3 separate regions of the Zea mays genome follow, and all the other regions are linked to region 3. Evidence: chromatin contacts called from public Hi-C data. All regions are on one chromosome and are shown on one strand. Each heading gives the region's core, a stretch centred on a gene start, on an enhancer-like site or on the middle of the called end of the contact. The rest is flanking DNA. Distances are from core to core; before and after follow the strand shown.

Region 1 (4,809 bases), core at 879-3,378, 160 kb before region 3:
ACTATTGATTACTAGAATATGATCTATGGTCAATTTATAACTTAGATTAAAGTTGAATAACCACTCATATGATTTATATTAACCAAATAATAATATAGCTTAAATATTTTAATCATATAGATCTTTTATAAGATCGTAACTCCTTAATCGTAACTCTGATCTTAGTAGTTCTTGGTCCCGCGATCTCGTAACTTCGCGTAGATCATTATTATTCAGTTTGTACTTATGTTTGGTGTGATGTTAATTTTATCTATACCATATTTGTTTGTATTGCTACGACTAGCGTGAGGTCACGAGGATCTGAAGAATCACCCTGGTAACTGGAATCTCAAGTGCCAGGCAAGTTGTGCCCTTGATCACTTCTTTTACCCACTCATGTTCTAATTAATCATAATGATCTGCATAGGTTAATTTTGATGGGACTCAATAGGTTACCCTAGTTTGATTATCTTTATACCTTGTTTACCACTGAACTTTTTGGGTAGTACTTGCTAGTGCTTTATGTGGTTTTGGGTATGGAGATACATTATTCATGATTACACTTTTGTTATCAGTTGTTATTTACTGTTCATGATAAGATCATTATGTTAATTGGAACATGGAGAACCACCCGGGAAAACAGTGCTACCACAAGGGTTTATGGACGCCCTTGGCTAACTAATTAGGAAAGCTAGTGGAGGACTACCTTACCCGAAAGGGGCAAGGGCAGTAGGGGAGTGGTCAGTGTAGGGAGGTCCTTGGTTGATTTTGCTGCGATGGCGGTCAGCCAAGAACCCTGCATTGGAGCTTCCTATAAACTGTAGCGGGTTTTCTGAAGCTAGTGGAACTTTGTAAAGGCCTCGTAGTGTTACCCTGCCTCGCCTCCTCGGTAGAGGTGTATGGGAAGTCGCGATCCCTTGGCAGATGGGTAACATGACTTGTGGGTAAAGATGCGCAACCTCTGCAGAGTGTAAAACTGGTATACTAGCCGTGCTCACGATCATGAGCAGCTCGGACACTCACATGATTAAATTATGGAACTTAAACTCAATTTGTCATATGCATTGCATCGCAGGTGATGTTGTTACTTCTGTTCTACTATTTAATTGGGTTGGTATTTACTTATACTTAGTAATTGCTAATAAAATTTTGACCAACTTTAAAAGCAATGCTCAGCTCTAACCATCCTCTTTGGTAAGCCTTACACTTCACGTGAACTCCCACCTTTGGCGAGTTCATGCACATTATTCCCCACAACTTGTTGAGCGATGAACGTATGTGAGCTCACTCTTGCTGTCTCACACCCCCACAGGTCAAGAACAGGTACCACAGGATGAGGCGCGTGGAGGATGCTGCGATGTGTTCGTGAGAGGTCTAGGTCGTCGTCCCTCAGTCAACTTTGGGTTGCTAGATCGTTTCCTCATATGATGTAATTATTTAATTATTTTTGTACAGAACTCCTGTTATATATAGTAAAGATGTGACATTCGATCCTGTGCCACTATGCATCATATGTGTGAGACTTGGTCCCGGCACACCTGGTGTTTATGTTCGCGCCCGGGTCTTGGTGCTCCGAAACCCGGGTGTGACAGAAAGTCAAAGCAAACCAGTCCCCAAGTTAAGCTTGCAGAGTCAAAGTCAGCTTAAGGAAGTCATGAACAACCTATGAACCAACCTAGTCGTTCTTGCTAGCCTCTTCTTGAATCTCGAGGGCGAGATTCTGTTAAGGGGGTTAGATTTGTAACACCATGAATTTGTGGGTATAAAATTTTCTTTCCTAATATCCACCAAATTCAGGTGTTACTCTCTCATTTCTTTGCTTTCCTTCTCTTTTTCCTAAATAGTGGGAAATTATTTTGTTTTATATCTACGTGTAAACCTAGTAAATTAAAATCCTATAAGTGCTTTGATTGTCGCATCATGCTGGAGCATACTTTCACTTTGTTTGATGAGTGATTTTGTGGCGCATTTGTTTAATAAGGAATTCTATTTAACATCATGGAGAAATAGGAAAGAAAAAGAAAGATACCCAGCCCCTCCTCCCCTTAGCCTAGCTTGGCTTCGCGGCCTGCCCTGGCCGGCCCACCGAGCGCGAGCGGCCCAACTCCGCTTCCCTGCGTCCCCCGACCCACCTCGCAGCGTGTGCGGCCCACCTTTCCCGGCCCACTCCCGCGCCTGCGCGCTCAGCCAGTGTTGGCGACCCAGCGCCACACGCCCAGGCCGCCAGGCCAGTTCGGCCCAGCGCCCCCAGCCCATGCCCCCACGTTGCCTCGCCCTAGCTAGCAGCACGTCGCGCATGTCCCCGCGTGGGCAGGTTGCCCAGCCGCCGCTAGAGCCATGTTCATCTTCCCAAACCATCTCTTTCTCGTCTTGTCGTGCTCATGCCGCCTCTCCATCGCTAAAACTGCCAGTGCCCATGATGTCGAGAAATCCAAGCGCATGTGCATCCTCTTCCCTCCCCTACTTCATTCCTCCGGTCGCCATGCATGTCAGTGGCGCAAATGTCGCAACACCTACATCGCGCAGTCCGCAGGCGTCGCTCCGCCCGTCTTCGCCGTTCGCCGACCGACATCCTTCCACACCCACCGTCCCTGACCCTGCTGCCTGAGGTGAGCACTTCCCCTTCGTCTGCCCCTCCCTCTCGCAATCTATTACCTCCCTGCGCGCCTGCTCCGCCGTGGCGCCGGCGAGCCTATAGCCCGTGTGCGCACGTCCCTGCTCCGTCTAGCTGTGCATCGCCACCTTGCCCGGCTGCCATGGCTGCTGCTCCGGCCAGCCCACTGTGTCGTTGCCGCACTGCCATGCGCCCCAAGCTGTGTGCTGCTGTCCGATCCGCGCCACGCTCTAAGCCTCTCTCCGCCTCCCGCCCCACCGCATCATGGCAAAGGCTTGCGAGCGCGCCGTGCTGCCCCGCGTCATCGGCTGCTGTGCGTAGCCGTGCCACGCCTCTGCATGTTCGCTGCTCGCCACATCCTTGCTGGCCCAGCCCGGCCGTCGACGAGCCCTCCCCCTCACGGCGTGCCAGCTTTCTTCGTGCATGCGCCTAGGAAGGCAACCGCCCATGCCCCTCTACGTTCGTGGTTGCATGCACCAAAAATCGAGAACCTGCAACTGCGAGTGTGTGTAAGAGAGAAAAAAAGGAATCTGCATGCGGTTAGCTCCCATCACATGCACGATAGCGTCGATGAATGCAACCATCCAATAAAAATGTTTATCAAATACAAGTTAACTTTTGTGTTAGATGTCCGATTTATTCTATCTTCGTTTCAGTCGCGTTAATTTCTTAATAACGTTAACCGAGTATTAGTACATTGTTTTGTTGTAACACATGTTTTAATTAACTAATTAATTATTGGTTTGTTCAATGATTATTAAAATAGCAATTTAATTAGAACTAATTTATGGTTTTAACTTGGTGCTTTTATAAATATATATTAATGTGTTATTGTCGACTCAAATGTTTTAAAATTAACACTTGTTTAATATAAACGCAACCTCTGTTATGGATTCTCGCGTGTCGCGAGTGCTGACTCGCACGCTGTTCGCATGTCATTCACGCGCTGTTTGCGTGTCGTCGTCAATTCCTTCGCGCGTTCGTGTCGTGCGTCTAGTTCGCGTGTCTATCCCGTGGGTCGCACAACGTCTGCTCGTGATAATAAATTATTTTTGCTTGTAATTACTCATGTTAACAACATTAATATGTCGGGTCACATATTTTAAATAATTTATTTAATGTTTGCTCGACTAATGTTGATTAGATTAATATTCCAATTTGATTATGTATAGTTTTCAACTTGCGCATTGATAATAAACATTACCATGATTAATGTTAACTTAAATACTTTTTATTTATTTAATATTTGTTTAGTGTAAGCATGTCACCTATTTAGTTTTCTCGCCTGTCACGCGTGCTGTTCTGCACGTGGTAACGTGCTGGTTCGCGCGTCGTTCGCCCCGGTCGCACGCACTGTCTCGTGAGTCTTTCGCGTGCTATGTCGCGCGTGTCCGTGTGTCGTCTGCATGATATCGTATTGTTTCGTTTCTTGTAAATTTGCCTCGCTTAGGATCTCTCGTGCTAATTATATTAGTTATTTATTTGACAGCTGTTAGTGTAGCAGGTTGAATCAAACTATATAGCAGTTATAATTTATATTTTATAATGTCGAATTAAATGTCCTGACTATTACTAGCGTAGCGTAAACGTTATAACTTCTCGACCGTAGCTTCGACCGTCGCGTTTCTTATCCCCGCGTAATCGTAGAAGCGCTCTCTATTTTTATACTGCTTGTTTTAATAATATTTTATCTTGAATGGTGTAATGTTCTTATGCATATATATGGTTGTTTATTTGTGCCTATTTGTATTCGTTGTGCGTCGCGAATAGACTGCGATCTATTTTCGAGCTTCGAGGAATCGACGGTCAAGCTTCGGCGACCAAGCGATCTAGCTCTTCGAGTTCCACGAAGTTGAAGACCCTGAGCATCTGTTTGGTGAAGGCAAGTGTCCTCTGACCCATTATGTCCCATTTACTTTATAATTCACTGTCCCGCATACTATGAACAACCTAAGGATTGACTAGCTTTCTACTTATCTTGTCCTTGATTACCTTTTGGGTTACTATGGGTAGATTCATGCTATTGCTTTACTTTAATCAATGAACATGATGTGAACACTTATGATACGATGTTGTCATTATTATTATGGTGTTGGACTGGTGATACTCTAGGGGGCTCGAGTGGTTTCTCGAGTGCCTCTCCGTAAGGACCTGTTCGTTGGATGACCGCCCGGGAAAACAGTGCAACCATGAGGGTGGAGTGGGACGCCCTTAGC
Region 2 (4,831 bases), core at 515-3,014, 220 kb after region 3:
GCCTCGCATCGACCAAATCGTGGATTCCACTGCTGGGTGCGAAACCCTGTCTTTCCTCGATGCCTACTCAGGGTATCATCAAATCAGGATGAAAGAGTCCGACCAGCTCGCGACTTCTTTCATCACACCCTTCGGCATGTACTGCTATGTCACCATGCCGTTCGGCTTGAGGAATGCGGGCGCGACGTACCAGCGGTGCATGAACCATGTGTTCGGCGAACACATTGGCCGCACGGTTGAGGCCTATGTCGATGACATCGTAGTCAAGACGAGGAAAGCCTCTGACCTCCTTTCCGACCTTGAAGCGACATTCTGATGTCTCAAGGCGAAAGGCGTCAAGCTCAATCCCGAAAAGTGTGTTTTCGGAGTACCCCGAGGCATGCTCTTGGGGTTCATCGTCTCCGAGCGGGGCATCGAAGCCAACCCGGAGAAGATCGCAGCTATCACCAGCATGGGGCCCATCAAGGACTTGAAAGGCGTACAGAGGGTCATGGGATGCCTCGCGGCTCTGAGCCGCTTCATCTCACGCCTCGGCGAAAGAGGTCTACCTCTGTACCGCCTCTTAAGGAAGGCCGAGTGCTTCACTTGGACCCCTGAGGTCGAGGAAGCCCTCGGGAACCTGAAGGCGCTCCTCACAAAGGCGCCTATCTTGGTGCCCCCAGCTGCCGGAGAAGCCCTCCTGGTCTACGTCGCCGCGACCACTCAGGTGGTTAGCGCCGCGATTGTGGTTGAGAGGCAAGAAGAGGGGCATGCGTTGCCCGTTCAAAGGCTAGTCTACTTCGTCAGCGAGGTACTGTCCGAAACCAAGATCCACTACCCACAAGTTCAGAAGCTACTGTACGCGGTGATCCTGACGCGGCGGAAGCTGCGACACTACTTCAAGTCTCATCCGGTAACTGTGGTGTCATCCTTCCCCCTGGGGGAGATCATCCAGTGCCGAGAGGCCTCGGGTAGGATTGCAAAGTGGGCGGTAACAAAATGTTCCATAGCGCTCCAAAATATTCACATACAATATTTTCAGCCATGCAACAAAGGCCAGCCGATTGCCTTCCATATCATACATGCGCGCGGTAATAAATCACGGATCTAGCAATTCCGCTTGGGAAACGCCCTGTTTTTTTAATGGAGTGAGTAACTTACGGGTCTTTTACAGTATTTTGTTTAAATCACCATTAGCGAGGGACCTAGAGTGTGTCTCTATTCTAAATTACTACTCCTTCAGTCCCCGCGATATAAGACGTAACCACTTTTTTGTTCTTATTCTATAATATAAATATACACGCATCGATGCAGTGCTATAGAGACAATTAAGTACATATTTTAGTCTTTAAACTAGAGGTGGTCACAACTTATATACTGGAACAGAGAAAGCAAAATATAGCATGCTTTAGACTCTGTAAAATCTCATAAAAACATGTTAACATTCATATTATCAAATAAATTCATCCGAGGCTTATGTTACAGTGAGTTTAATGAAAATAATTTTATCCTAAAATTTCACGAAGGCTATTGTTTGCTTCTGCTACTAGAAACGAACAGTTCAAAGGCAGCTAGCCACGCGCCACGCGTGCTTTCTCGACCGCCACAGACCCACCCACCGGCCCAAGACCCACGCGACAGTCCAAGGCCCACGCTGCGCCGCGCCCGTCTCCCCAGCTTGCACTTCGCCCGACCCTAATTTTCAAACGCGGGAATTCGCGTGTGCCCCACCTGTAAGCGCCCCACCCACCGGCCCAAGCTCCCACACGTCCCCCCCTCTTCCGGTCTTCCCCTTCCCTTTTCTCTCTACTTGTATGTATCCCCCCCGCCCGCCAAGCCGCGGCCGCAGCGCAGCAGAAACGCAAACCGGCCACCCCACCCCCACTCGCCGCCCCATCTTCGCTCCGATCCATCCACGCCGCCGCGACCGGCCCCAGAGCAGCACCTTCTCGCCGCCGATACCCAAGCCTCTGCCCGCGTGGTTGCGCCTCCGCGGCGGCGCCGGCGCCGTCTGGGAGCGCGGCTCGGGCGTTCGAAAGGCGCCCTCGCGCGCGCTGTTTCGTCTAGATCCGATCCAGGTGAGCTCCTGTGCGGGTCTTAGCTCTGGGATTCCTCGATGTGAGGGGTCTCCGCCGGTGTGGTTCGGGTGTGAGGTCGATTTGTGCTCGTGGTTTTCTGCGTGGTTTTGCGGGGTGCGGAATTTGCGGGTTTTGCGTTGTTTCTGTGACGGGGGAGGGAGGGAGGCCGGGTTCGTCGGAGCCCTCGGTGCTGTGGCTGCGAGTAATCGAGTCAAGCGCGGCTGCTGGGTGCTGGCGGCAGAAGCATCTTCGCTGCTCGCGAGGCCACATTGGCCTGGATCGCAGGCTCGCAGCTACAAGCGAAGCGCTCCTCCGGAGTCGGCCTTGCCCACGCGCCAGCACCGTGTGCCCGTTTCGATCTCCTCCTTCTCCCGCCGAACCCCGAAGCCGCCGCGACGCTCGTCCCTCCAGCAGCGGGTTTAGCACTGCTTTTCACGCACTTTGTTTGTTGCTCGCAGCAATATTTGTTGAGCCGAAGGCAAGGACAGTTTTGATGGGCCCATCAAAGGGTTCTCGAACTATTAACAAGATCATAGTAAAAGGATCTGAATATCAACAGCAGCATGATGATCCATCTAGTTCAAGCAAAGCTAAACAGAAAGTACGTATAATTATTTCTCTTGGAAGCTGTACAGAGATTTATGATAGATGGGCTGTAGATAGCGACCAGTGATCGTGACATCATATCATCTAAACTAGCATTCTATTCTGCACTGATGTAGTATTCAGTTCTCTCATTCATCAAAATAATTTGATTTTGCAGAGGAGGAAACTCTCAGACTTTGATCCCAAATGGAGCAAGGATGAACTTACAAATTTTTATGAAGCCTACCGTCAATATGGGATGGACTGGAGAAAGGTTCGAACTGTCTGTTTCCCTTTGATCTGCTCCATCATCTGTAAATATCATTCGAGGTGTCATGGCTGTGTGAATTTTGATCGGCGAATTTGGTTATGCAGATCAGCATAGCGATAGGCACTAAGTCATCGGACATGGTGCAGTCTCTTTTCACTTTACATCGGGTGAGTCTGAATTTCGCAGAAATAGTACTTATTTGGATGTTCATGTTTTAATGCATATCTTCGTGCCAAATAAACACATCTAAGCTACAGTTCAGCTTGAATGCCATGTTGCACTCTATGATCCTTGTTGATTGACATGTTTCATTCCTTTTGGTAGACTTTCTTATCTCTTCCAGAACATCAAGCCACTGCCATGGGATTTATTGCGCTGGTGACTGGTCATCACAATGCTTCGGTTAGCTTTTCATCCGTTACTTGTTCGAATTACTGTTTTTTATATGTAGAACGACTCTCAAATCTCATTTTCTTTCATTTTTTATTTGATCAAGTGAACATTTGTCCCATATGAAGCTAACATGCTAAGCTTGTTATAATGAAGATCAGCACACCTGATCATTATTGTTACAAAATATGCTATGATAATTTCATTAAATAAGAATAGCTATATAGCCCCTTTCTTTAATAATTTAATGTATGATTTGGCTTGGCGCAGTCTCCAAAGCTAACTTTTTTTTACCATTCTCTTGTTATGAAATATTTTTCACAACAATAAAATCATGACCATTGTAAATTACTTTCAAATATAAATGCAATGCAATGGTGCACCATTTTTCATAACACTATCTATATAACATTAGAGTAATCATCAGTCAAATGTCACCAACTCATAGTGGTGATGGTGTTTCTAACATCAAAAGACGTCCAACCTAGAGCCACTTGGGTCATTTTGCCATACTTGGCACTTCTTAGGCTTAGAAGCACAATTCATACAAACGGGTGAATCATAAAACATGATGAGATGGAAATGCAATGTGGGATAGACAAGACAAAACAAGTGAATTGTAAAAGTTATAGAACTTGACACAGTTTTAACCTAGTTTCTTATTTTTTACCAGCATACCTACAAAACATGGTTTTATCTGAATTAAATTGACATTTTTTCGTTGACTGACTTGTGATGCTTGAAATGTCAGGAGAAAACCACGACTCATAGAGGATATGATCACGTAGTCAGAGCATCTGGAAAGGCAAGGAAACATGGTGAAAAACCGAAATCAATTGATGGACCTGACCTGCCCAACTGTCAAGAAGCGAAAATTTCTGGATTTTCAGATTTATTCCAGAGTCGATACTATGGCGGTGAGTATTATAACAAAAACATGTCATCTTCTGTTTCCCTTAATAACATTTCAGTCTTTCTCATAAGGATTGCCAACTAAGGAGGAAACTGTTAACAGAAAGTTTGAGAAGTACCATTTTATTGGATAATTTGTCGCCTAAGAATTTACATTTTTTTAGTTTCTTCAGAATTGGTCAGGTACATCCGAAATCATGCTGTTCGGAGGCGTACTCCTCGTATACCAGCTATAGTTTCTGCAGACAGGAGTACCATTGATGAGGCCACACCAGGAATTGAAAATGTCATCAGTTCTACCAAGAGAAAATATGAAGCAGCCAATAACGACTCTGCTATTGTCCCAACAAATAAGTACTCTCCTGACAGAGTTTCTGGCTTCGCTGAAGCACACAAGGCTGGTCAAGATCATTGTTTGTTGGAGACCATAGGAACTGGGCATGTAGCGACATGTCAACAACATTCAAAGAAAACAAGAATTCAGCAAACTATGGAGGAAGGTCAGACTGGTGTAGTTGATCATGAGACAACGATGGCATCTAAAGAAGGGAATAAGCCAGTTGATTTATTAAACAACAATCAGTTATTTATCGACAATATTTCTGAAGGTACTTTT
Region 3 (4,668 bases), core at 2,141-4,640:
ACCATTCCCCCTCATTATCTACAACCTCCCTGCATCGACAAAAATTGCCTTCACCCTGTAAATCTTCTCACGCTAGATGCCGAAAGGCATCAAAATTTCGTGGTTGATCAGCTCAGCCCAAGGGAGTCCTTCACTTTGATGAGTTGTGATTGCCATGCCAATATGCCATGGCCAACCGAGATCCACCCCACACTAAACGTTACGTGAGATGCGCGTCTTGATGGGCTTCAGCTTCACTCCCATGCTCTCCGGCGACAGAAGCTCGGGCGAGATGCAGAACGGGCTCAGTGTGCTCCGGGGGCTGCTTTCCTGCTGCGATGGCCTGTAAAGCCCGTATCCCATAAGGAAGTACTCCATCGGGATCACCATCGCATGGGGTTGCTCTTCTGTGACAAGTGAACCACATGCCTGAACCTGCACGATTTTAACACCACACACACAAAAAAAAAACCCTCAGCCATCCTCCTTATACTCCTCTGTGTGCCGTAGAGATCAAACTGTAACGTCAATTTTTTGAACTGTATGTTACCTCGACTAGGGCGCAGTATCTCCGGTCTAGCTTTGTGGTCATGTGGACAGCGTCAGCATGGAACTGTGAGTTTTCCCCAACAAAAATCAGCGTCTGGCACTGAAGCTTCTCCAACGATTCTGTTAGATCATGTCGCCTGATGAACAGAGTAGTCAGTTTTTTTATCATTCAGATCACCATTCCTTTGTCTGTTCAGGCCATGCAAAACAAAGATACATTCTTGTTACCTATTAATTGCCTGAAGGAACCGCCAGACATTAGTCCCCTGCCTATCGTCAAGTAACTGCACAGAAGATTACCATGTTTTCAATTTCATTTCCAAATAGCAGGTGATATAAATATAATAGCCCATCCTGTTTTAACAGCACTAGAGAAAATGAAGGAGGTTGATACTAACACTTCTGCAGGCTTGGACAATCTCTGATTCTGGATCCTGTCCGTTACCAAGGACGTCCTGCACAATGCATCAGTCCTGAGTGAATCTGGGTAACAAGCACCCTACTCCCTCCGAATATGGGCGAGAACTCGAGAAAGCGAAGACGAAAGTTGAAGAGGGGGATCAGAATTCAGAAGTACCATGCTGAAATACCGCTGAAGCAAACTTTCCTTGACTATCCCACGCGTCCCATAGTAATAAAGCAAGTTTAACAATACCTGGGACACCGGATTCTGAGGTTAACACTCTGAAACATTGCACGGTGAAATGAATAATTGAAAGGACATACGGCATCTGAAATAACTGAAGTAGGTGGTTACAACCTTATTGTACAACCACTCGCTCCAAGAGGGGGCTTTGCATACAGGTGAAACCAACATTAGGCCAAGAACCCTCTCCCGATACTTCGTCTGCGAAGGTAAAAACACATATCGTTCTTAGCAAGCGCTCAACAGGGAAACAATACAAGAGCTAGTCGTCTCGAGGTCACACTTACCGCAAAGAGGGTGAGCACATAGGCACCAGCGGTGACACCCAAGCACATGACCGAACCCAAACTGCAAAGAGGAAATTGAGATTACAAGACCACCTCTACCAAAACCGAAGTAGCAACACAGAATTCAGCAAATGTCCTGATATGAAATGCTACCTGAAAAAATCGAGGACATCAGCGACCTGATCTGCAAGGTCATCGACAGACGGCACATGCACATCAGCTGAAATTGGAGCCGCTCCTAACTGCAATACTTAACATGCACAATAATAACAACAACCATGTAAGAACCCAACCTAACATGAAAAAGAATGACAAATGGTAGGTTGACTGGATTAATCAAAGCAAGAAAACACACACACACATCATAACTGACCTCGTGCCCTTGAGGTGTGATGTGGTACACACAGAAATTGTGAAGCAACAGCGACGCAGCCTCTGGACAGAAGAACAATCCTTGGAAGCAAGACATGTCTACCGAACAGGAAGAGTTTTCCCAGCGTATTAAGCTGTTGTACTGTATCTATGAAAAACGATTGCGTTCTTTACAAATAAATCTAGAGGCAACAAACGCACTCACGATTCAAGGCTAAATCCGGATAAGTTACGAGCGCGGGCTTGTCCTCGTCTCCGTATACAGAAACCGATAGAGGGCCGTGCCTCGTCCTCACTCGATGCCCCTGAGGAAACACGAGTCAGATGCACACGTTTAGGATCATCAGGGTTCAGTACCATACAGAGAAATAATAACACAATCAGACATATTACGCCACATTATTATTACATCTAATTCTCATCAGTTGACCAAACAACTTTCCCCTTGATACTGATAATCGCCAGGCATTGCCGCGTAAAAAGGGCAGGAGTTGCATTAGCAATAAACAACTAAGGGGTATTTGGTTTCTAGTAACTAATTTTTAGTCTCTCTATTATATTTTATTTTAGCCTCTAAATTATTAAATGCAACAACTAAAATATAGTTTTAGTTTCCATATTAAAAAATTTATGTATTAAAATAAAATGAAATGGAGGAAATAAAAATTATTCACTAGAAATAAAAAAGGTTTTTTAAGCTGATGCTCTCATATTTTTACCTTTAGTCATGATTTTTCTCGGTTTTGTCCTGCTCTTAAAAAACCCCTAAATTTCGTGCCACCTAACCTGTCGGCCTTCCTGTTCTTAACATCATCAACCACAGACAGTTGGGGCTCTCATTCTCTCAATTACAACCACATGCCCACATCATAGGTACACATTGAAAGCAGTGCCACACACACCAGGGAAGTGGGGAACCATCACGCCGCAATAGCTAATCCTCTTATCCCCAATTTACAAGCATTGCCGCTAATAATAGAGAACAGAGAAAAAGAGGGAACATGAACTTCTAATGACAAACACCCCTATCGGACCCGCCGCAATAGTTAGGCCTAGGCGAGAAAGAGCAAGCACAAACCCCAGGGCGACGAACCAAACTCAAACCCTCCCCACACGAATGCACCCAGCCCAATCGGAAATGGGACAAACAAAAATAAGAGAAGCGGGAGGAGGCCGCGCACGGACCTTGCCGCCAAAGAAGATCCGCTCGACGTCGACCGACACGGAGTCGCTGGAGTCCCCCATGGCGGTCGCCTCCCTTAACTCCCTAGAATCTCCTTCTGCCTCCTCTCTCCCCCGCTGCTGGTCTGGCTTGCCTTGCCTTCGTTGGCTCCCCACTAAAATTCTTCGCGTACATGCGCGCGCGTGTAATATATACGTGGAGGCGGAGCCGCCCAGAATAAGCACCCCCACCCCCAACCCACGCCCACCGACGGCGCGGCGGTCAGCTCACCGCCCACGGTGCCCCACCCAACGGCGCCAGAGACACAAAAAAAAACAATGCGCCTGAGGGGCAAGGGCCCACCTGTCACAGAGGGTTCCGCGTTTGACTAATCTGCGGGCCCTTTTATTACTTTTTTTGCTTTGCTAGGCGTGGTACCGACAGGCGACAGCTCGGACAGGTCGCTTGCTAGGGGCACCCCCACGTTTGCCCCTCGTGAAAGGCGTTTACACCTGTGGTAACCGCGGGGATGGTCTCTTTTTTTTTGGGTTGGAGGAAAGTGTTTTCAGCTTTAGTAAAATATGGTGTGGGATGAAATCTTGTTAGGGATGAAAACGGTCGGAAACGATCGGAAAACACTAAAACCGTTACCGTTTCCATATTTTTTATCGGAAACGAAATCGGAAACGGTAATTTCGGAAACGAAAACGACATCGGTATTTCGGAATCATCGAAAACGGAAGTTCGGTACAAAAAAAACATCGGTATCGGTCGGAATCTAAAATACAATCGGTAACTATATCAATATAAAAAACATACGCTTTCATGGAGGTGAAGCTTCACCTTCACTAGCCATTAGAGCGTATCACTGCAAATAAAAATTGTGACATTAGAGTAGATCACACCTTCACATTTTCCTTTTTTTTATCGGATTTTTGTTTGAGCAAACACCTGTTTTAGATAACACATGTTTTGGATATGTGTTATTACTCCGTAGTATTTTATATGAACACCCCCACATACTTTAAAGCCCATGATATGGCACTCAGTAAAGCATCAATGTGACTAATCATTAAAAAAACTGGTAAGCATTTTCTGCGCATAAAAAATATCTACCATTTGTTTCCTGTAGCTTGAACGGTGGACTACGGTGTTCTACTTCCATGCTTTATAGCAAAAAGGTCAAACAATGCAGCGTCGTCAAGCGCGAGGCATTGATAGCGATGCGATTGCGTCTGGATAATGAGGTCACTGGATCACATTTGCCATGTGCAAACTGCAGCCTCCAGCCTCCAGGGTACGAAGCAGACTTCAATCCCGAAACCAGAACAGAACCAGAACGGCGGGACCGGCATATGAACTGATCGAGCAAGCCACGGATGCGTCGGGCGCGTGAGGAGGAAGAGCAGCGACAGGAGGAGGACTGAAGTGCGTCCATGGCGGCTCAGTGCGTCCGGCAGTCTGTGCGTGCATGAGTGCGTCCGGCAGTCTGTGCGTGTATTAGGGATTACAGATTACTTACTGGATTGGGGCATTGGGGACAGTTCGTCCGTCCGTGGTCCGGCAGAGAGGAGAGGAGGAAGATGAGTCACACCGTCACGGGATTTAGGGGCACGCCATGGAGCGTCGAGCTGAGCAGTGGCGACTGGCGGTGGGCGGTGTCGCTATGCAGT

Evidence for each region. Hi-C and Micro-C count contacts between places; a contact is called where the count stands out from the background.
Region 1: a Hi-C map of ear shows a contact between it and region 3, with 4 times the contacts expected there. The contact joins the enhancer-like site here to the promoter of LOC103634902 in region 3. A contact is called at or near these places in 2 of 25 Hi-C or Micro-C datasets (ear and tassel).
Region 2: a Hi-C map of leaf shows a contact between it and region 3, with 6 times the contacts expected there. The contact joins the promoter of LOC103634898 here to the promoter of LOC103634902 in region 3. A contact is called at or near these places in 3 of 25 Hi-C or Micro-C datasets (ear, leaf and tassel).

What each region holds. Positions count from the first base shown.
Region 1 is chr8:21,076,655-21,081,463 of Zm-B73-REFERENCE-NAM-5.0, reverse strand. No RefSeq gene overlaps it. Among protein-coding and RNA genes, the nearest start is that of LOC109941709, 11 kb to the right of the region's middle. Within about 2 kb of position 2,128, at least 18 of the 20 cell types and tissues checked have an H3K27ac peak or open chromatin away from gene starts, as enhancers often do. A contact at or near this core is called in ear and tassel, where this site is marked.
Region 2 is chr8:20,701,540-20,706,370 of Zm-B73-REFERENCE-NAM-5.0, reverse strand. It overlaps LOC103634898 (protein ALWAYS EARLY 2), which reads left to right and starts at 1,764. Exons shown (of 16, transcript XM_008657475.4): 1 at 1,764-2,057; 2 at 2,516-2,658; 3 at 2,821-2,916; 4 at 3,018-3,080; 5 at 3,238-3,315; 6 at 4,055-4,220; 7 at 4,389-4,823. The coding sequence starts at 2,551.
Region 3 is chr8:20,922,130-20,926,797 of Zm-B73-REFERENCE-NAM-5.0, reverse strand. LOC103634902 (protein NDL1) reads right to left here and starts at 3,390. Exons shown (of 11, transcript XM_008657476.3): 1 at 3,019-3,390; 2 at 2,039-2,138; 3 at 1,835-1,932; 4 at 1,615-1,703; 5 at 1,462-1,522; 6 at 1,289-1,375; 7 at 1,106-1,183; 8 at 927-983; 9 at 757-812; 10 at 530-665; 11 at 1-414. The coding sequence starts at 3,078. The coding sequence ends at 193.